2 separate regions of the Sus scrofa genome follow, and region 2 is linked to region 1. Evidence: chromatin contacts called from public Hi-C data. All regions are on one chromosome and are shown on one strand. Each heading gives the region's core, a stretch centred on a gene start, on an enhancer-like site or on the middle of the called end of the contact. The rest is flanking DNA. Distances are from core to core; before and after follow the strand shown.

Region 1 (2,826 bases), core at 130-2,629:
ACAGAGGCCAGAAGCGAACGGAACGTGATTCCAGTGAGTGGTACGTGGAGGAGACCAGGTCTCGAGCTGAATCCCGCAGGAACAGGCTAAAAGGCCTCGGCTGGCTCCCTCGAGGGGGCGCTGCTCCGGGAGGGGCCGGGGATACAGGACAGGCCACTGCCTGCAAAAGGCATCAACTCCGCACACACACACTGGACACCCGGCCCGAGGGCACAGCACCCGCCACGGAAAGATGAGCGCAGACGTCAAGTCTGACCACAGCCTGCGGGAAGCACAGGGCAAGGAGGCCGGGCACAGCCAAGGCGGATGGTAAAGGCTCCTCGTGGCCCCAGGACCAGGCTTGTCAAGTGAGGCACCTGGGAAGGGCCAGGCTCAGAAGACGGGCTGCAGAGACAAGCTCGACCGGAGGAGAGGCGGCACAGACACCGGGGGCTTCGGCTAAATGAACGCTCTGTCCCCATGACCTGAGGCTGGCACCACCTCCAGAGCAGACACATGACCATCAATGGGCCACTCGACAGTGATCACCCAGACAGCAGGCGCTCATCAAGCACCTACCATGTGCCAGGCCCGACTCTGGGCACTGAGAACACAGCAACAAACACAACTTGACAACAATCTCTGGCCTGACCAAAAAAAAGAAAAAAGTCTCCTTAATGGCGCAGCTGGTTAAGGACCCGAGGGTGCCACTGCTGTGGCGCGAGCTCCGTCTCTGGCCCAGGGAAGCCCCAAGTGTCGAGGGAGCAGCCGCCTCTGGCCTCACAGAGCCGACCCTGCAAGCGAAACAGAGGAAGCACACGCGTGGGAGGTGGCGGCGAGGGGCTCGGGGGAGGTGGAGGTGGTTCCCAGGCAGCAGGGAGGCAGGCAGGCAGGCAGCAGGGAGGGACTGAGGTGCAGGTCGGGGACAGAGGGACAGAGGGGGAAGTAAGAGGGGAGGCGCCAGTGGACTCAATCCTGAGTCGGTGCTGCTGCCTTGGCTTTTTTGTTTTGCTTTTTAGGGCCACACCCACGGCACATGGAGGTTCCCAGGCTAGGGGTCAGATCAGAGCTGCAGCTGCCGGTCTACACCACAGCCACAGCCACAGCCACGCTGGATCCTCAACCCACTGAGTGAGGCCAGGGATCGAACCTGCGTCTTCATGGGTTCTCGTCAGGTTGGCTTCTGTCGCGCCACGCCGGGAACCCCGCCGCTGCCTTGGTTTGATCAGCGTCTGAGAGAGAGTCCTGCAACTACAGTGCAGGTCTGAGAAGGTGCTGGCTCAGGCCTCAACAGCCAGTCCCCAGCGCCACCTCTGACTCACCGCCGCCACCAGGCCTCCCACTGCAGAGGCAGCGACGGAGGCCCCTGGACACAGGTCACGGTGGCGGGTGCCAGGGCTCAGGGAGGAATTTCCGACCGTGACCCGAGCCCACCCTTCCTGTGGCGTCGCTCCTGGGATCCCAGCCCCGTCCTGCGCTGGACGCCGGCCGGTGTCCCGGCTGGAGGCCAGGGTCCTGCCGTCCTCCAAGGGCGACTCTGGCGGCCCCTCTTTCCCAGCCCTGCCCGGCCGCCTGGCCTAGAAACGCCTGCCCTTTCTCCCGTTTCTTCGGTGCTACTCCTTTACTTTAAAATAAGCTTTTAGCTCCGTTTAGATTCCCGGGAGGCCGTGAGGAGTGCGGAGCTCTCCGTGTCCCCCGGTGCTCGCCTCCTGCCTGGCGTGCTGTGTCCGCCACAGGCTGACCCGCAGCAGGTCACTAGAGGCCGCCCTCCGCTCAGCTCTCCCTGTGCCCTCCGTCCGGGTCCGGGCCGGCACCCGCAGGCCGTTTCGCTGTCCTGTCCCCCCAGCTCCTCTCGCTCAGACGCGCCGGACTCAGTGGGGCGCCGGGGCCCTCCTCAGGGTTACACTGGGTGGGGGTTCGGCCAGGGAGCAGGCCCGTCCCCCTCGGCGCTGACCTCGAGCGCCTGGCTCAGGTGTGTTTGTCGGGCTTCCCTCCAGGGGTGTCCCCGTCCCCACTGTCCTCCCAGGAGGGACGTCCCTGTGGGCCCCACGCGGGAGGGGTGGGGAGTCAGTGCCACCTCCTCGGGGGTGGAGTCGCCCCCTGGATGGGATGCTGGGACTCCTCCTGCTCAGGTGACTGTTTGCTGTCCCCTTGCGTATCTCTGTGTTCAGTGAGTTCCCAGGGGGCGGTGTGGACGCACAGTGTCTGTCTTACAGTCTGGATTATAATCCGACACTGCATCACGAGAGGCGGTACTGTGGGTGCCTGGCACTCAGGGCTGGGTTAGCACCCAAAGGCCCCACCAACCACATTCAGAAAGAAAATGAAACCTCGGGCAGCCTGAAGGAAGAGGGAGATGGCAGGCCTCCCTTCTCCAGGGACACTGAGACGCTCACAAGACCAGGAAGGGGGACCATGCCAGGCGACTGCACCCCGACGAGAGCCGGGTGGGAGGTGACAGCTGGTGCCCCAAGAGGCCCCAGGGGACCAGCAAGGCAGAGAGACTCCTGCCTCCACAGCCTGGCCGAGAACACGGCAGAGGGGACGCAGCCAGCACAGGTGCTGCGCTGACCACAGGGCACATAGGCAGACACATCCTTCTGGTCAACCATGCTGCTGGGCCTTGAAACCAAGCGGCCTGGGCTGAGCAGGACCCACACGAGCTGGAAGCCCAAGGGGAAAAATCCTAAGACTTATTACAAGAACCCAAAAGATCTAGTGACAGAGAAACTGGAACCTGAATCACAGGCATCCCCAGCTGGCCAGGTCTGCCGGGGGGGTGGGGAGGGACAGAAAGGTAACGAGAGCTTCCGGCAGGGACCCTCGCCTGCAGCCTGTGCACCGAGT
Region 2 (2,826 bases), core at 98-2,597, 92 kb after region 1:
ACCTATAAAATGAAAGGAGGCATCTTGGAGAGCTTGGGAGGGTTAGTGAGTTACCGGAAGGGTAGCTGGCACACAGCAGACGCCCACAGGGACGGTGACAGTGGTGGTTCACGTAGGGCAGGCCTGCCTGGAGTGGAGGCCTCCCTCCTGGCCTTGGGAAGGAAACGTCCTCCACGGGGTCCCGTCCTGCCGCACACAGGAGGTGGACCCAGACAGTGAGGCTTCAGAATCCTGGTTCTTAACACAATTCTCCTGCCGAGAGGAGGCGCCACGGGCAGCCCTCCGTAGGCAGCCCCCCAGGACCTAGTGCTGTTATTGGCCCGGTTGTTGTCTGGGTGGAAAAAACCACACTTTGAAGGCCCCTCCTGGATCCTGCCTCCCAGGACTCCACGTGTAGTCACAGGTGGCCTGGTGAGCATGCTTCCTCCAGTGAGGCAAAGAGTTTCAAAAGATGTCGACACACTCGGAGTTCCCATGATGGCTCAGTGGGTTAAGAGCCCGATTAGTATTCATGACAACATGGGTTTGATTCCCTGGCCCCGCTCAGCGGGTTAAGGATCTGGCATTGCCGTGATGTGTGGTGCAGGTCACAGACATGGCTCAGATCTGGAGACGCTGTGGCTGTGGTGTAGGCCGGCAATTGCAGTTCTGATTTGATCAATCCCTAGCCCCCGGGCATCGGTGTGCCAGAGGTGTGGCCCTAAAAAAAAAAAGGATGTAGGCAAATACTCCTGGGCCAATGAGGTCCTCTAAGAACCCCCCACTCTCTGCCTGTCACACTATCCCTTACCGATGGTCTTTCAGTTTCTATTTGCATACCTCTGGGGACAGTGGGCTCACCACCTATCGAGATTGCCTTTCTAATCATTTGAAAGCTTGTCTCTATCCTGAGCCTATAGCTGCCCCTTCGCTGGCCTGGCTCTGCCTTCCAGGAGGCAGTAAAAACCTGCTGGCATATGGGAGGGCAGAAGCCCGGACAGTGTGACCACAGAGCTGACACCAGCTTTTGCCCAGCGGGTCTTGGACTGCTGGGCTGCCAGCAGACCAGGCAGAGCAATTCTTCACCTCTTCTTCCTCCTCCTCTGCCCCCAAACGCACCAGGCAGCTTTGAAGCCTCTGTGTGTCACACGAACGCAGTTACATAAACATTACATGTGCAAGATTTCAAGGATCATAAGTGATGATGTTTCAAGGTAAAAAGGTTCTTTGTCTTTTCTCTTTTTTTTTGCAAGAAGACATCTGAATATGGAGCCTTTTTAGGAAGAAGAGTGACAGGCGGGGGTGGTTCTGTTTCGGAAGCCTGCCTTCCCGGGCTCCCCCGCTCAGCTGGCCGCCTGCAGGATGAATCTGCGGCAGATCTGAGCTGCTTTCCCGGCTCTGGGTCTGGCATGCACGTTGCAAGCACAGGCCACACTGCTGATGCCGCGGTGCCTGCTGGATCTCCGACAGGGGCACCCACGCTTCCAGGGGCCTGAAGAAACAGGCACTGGGAGGACAGAGCCTCCCACCTGCACTTGCACACAAATGTTCAAAGCAGCGTGATTCACAGGAGCCAGACGGTGGAAGCAACCAAGTGTCCATCCACAGATGAGGAGAAATGGGGTCCACACCAGCAATGGGAGGTTGGGCGGCTGTCAAAAGACAGGAAATTCAGACACACACACACACACACACACACACACACGCTACGACGCGGATGAAGCTGAAGACATTGTGCTGAGCGCGATAAGCCAGAAGCGAAAGGACAAACACTGCATGATTCCCCCTCTGAGACACCCAGAGGTCCCATCCACGGGGACAGGAGGAAGCCCGGTGGACAGGGGCTGTGCGGGGCGGGGGGGATGCGGGCTTAAGGGGGCCGAGTTCCGCTTTGGGAAGACGACACAGCTCTGGAGGTGACGGTGCCAAAGGTCGCCCAACACCCTGCACACCTAATGCCCCCAAAGTGAACCCTGAAAAACGTTAACACGGCGAAGTCTGTGTTCTGCGTGCTGTATCACAACGAAAAAAACGGAAACAACAAGCCCCCAAATAAACACCAAAATCACCCGGGGTTTCGGGGCTGTCAGTCCTCCCTGGGGGCGGAGCCTCCCCCGCTCCGCGAACTCCAGCGTTTCCTACGGGAAATCGGGAAACCGAGGCAGGGAGAGGCGTCGGCGCGGGGGCGGCGGGCGCCAGGCTTCAGTCTCGCCGCCCGGTCTTTGCCTCCCGGGGGGCCAGGTGTTCTCGGACCCCCCGAGCCGGGCCTGGAGAGGGAGGACGGTGGGCTGCGCGCGCGCCCTCCCGGGGGTTAGACACGCTCCATCCTCACGCAGGTGGGTGGGAGCCCCGACAAGGGCCGCGGCATCGGGGACTGGCCCGGGCGGAGCCTGCAGGGCGCTCTCCACGCCCCGCGACCGTGGATCACCCGCCGCACCGGCCACACCGGGCCGGGGCCGCCGAGCGGCCAGGGCGCCACCTGCTGGTGGAGGCGGGGGGCGCGCGGGGCCGGCTTCCTCCCGCCGCGGGGCTCTGTGCGGCCTCCTGGGCGCAGAGAGCATCAGACAGAGTTCCATTCCCTGGCAGTGCGGAGGGGAAGAGACCCCTCCGACAGCCAGGGGCGGGGTCGTCCCCGGCCTCCCCAGCCCGCGTCTCTGCTCCTGCGCCTGCGCCCACGCTTCCCTCTTCCTGTGAGGACGCAAGTCATTGGACCCGGCACCGCCTCGTGTCAACTGGATCACACCTACAAAGGTCCCACTTCCAGGCGAGGCTACGTCAGAGGCCAGGCACGCTGTGGAACCCAGCAGAGGCCTCCCCTGATGCTGCCTCCTCCAGGCAGCCCTCCCG

What was found. Hi-C and Micro-C count contacts between places; a contact is called where the count stands out from the background.
Region 2: a contact with region 1 is called in a Hi-C map of retroperitoneal adipose tissue, with 2.4 times the contacts expected there. The contact joins two enhancer-like sites. A contact is called at or near these places in 19 of 47 Hi-C or Micro-C datasets (alveolar macrophages, brain, embryonic fibroblasts and 12 more) and 1 of 2 datasets of contacts at active chromatin or transcription factors (skeletal muscle).

The regions. Positions count from the first base shown.
Region 1 is chr12:61,128,237-61,131,062 of Sscrofa11.1, forward strand. All of the region lies in intron 3 of MPRIP (myosin phosphatase Rho-interacting protein), which reads right to left. Among named protein-coding and RNA genes, the nearest start is that of MPRIP, 56 kb to the right of the region's middle. Within about 2 kb of position 1,380, at least 11 of the 83 cell types and tissues checked have an H3K27ac peak or open chromatin away from gene starts, as enhancers often do. A contact at or near this core is called in retroperitoneal adipose tissue and skeletal muscle, where this site is marked.
Region 2 is chr12:61,220,709-61,223,534 of Sscrofa11.1, forward strand. No RefSeq gene overlaps it. Among named protein-coding and RNA genes, the nearest start is that of TNFRSF13B, 24 kb to the right of the region's middle. Within about 2 kb of position 1,348, at least 26 of the 83 cell types and tissues checked have an H3K27ac peak or open chromatin away from gene starts, as enhancers often do. A contact at or near this core is called in retroperitoneal adipose tissue and skeletal muscle, where this site is marked.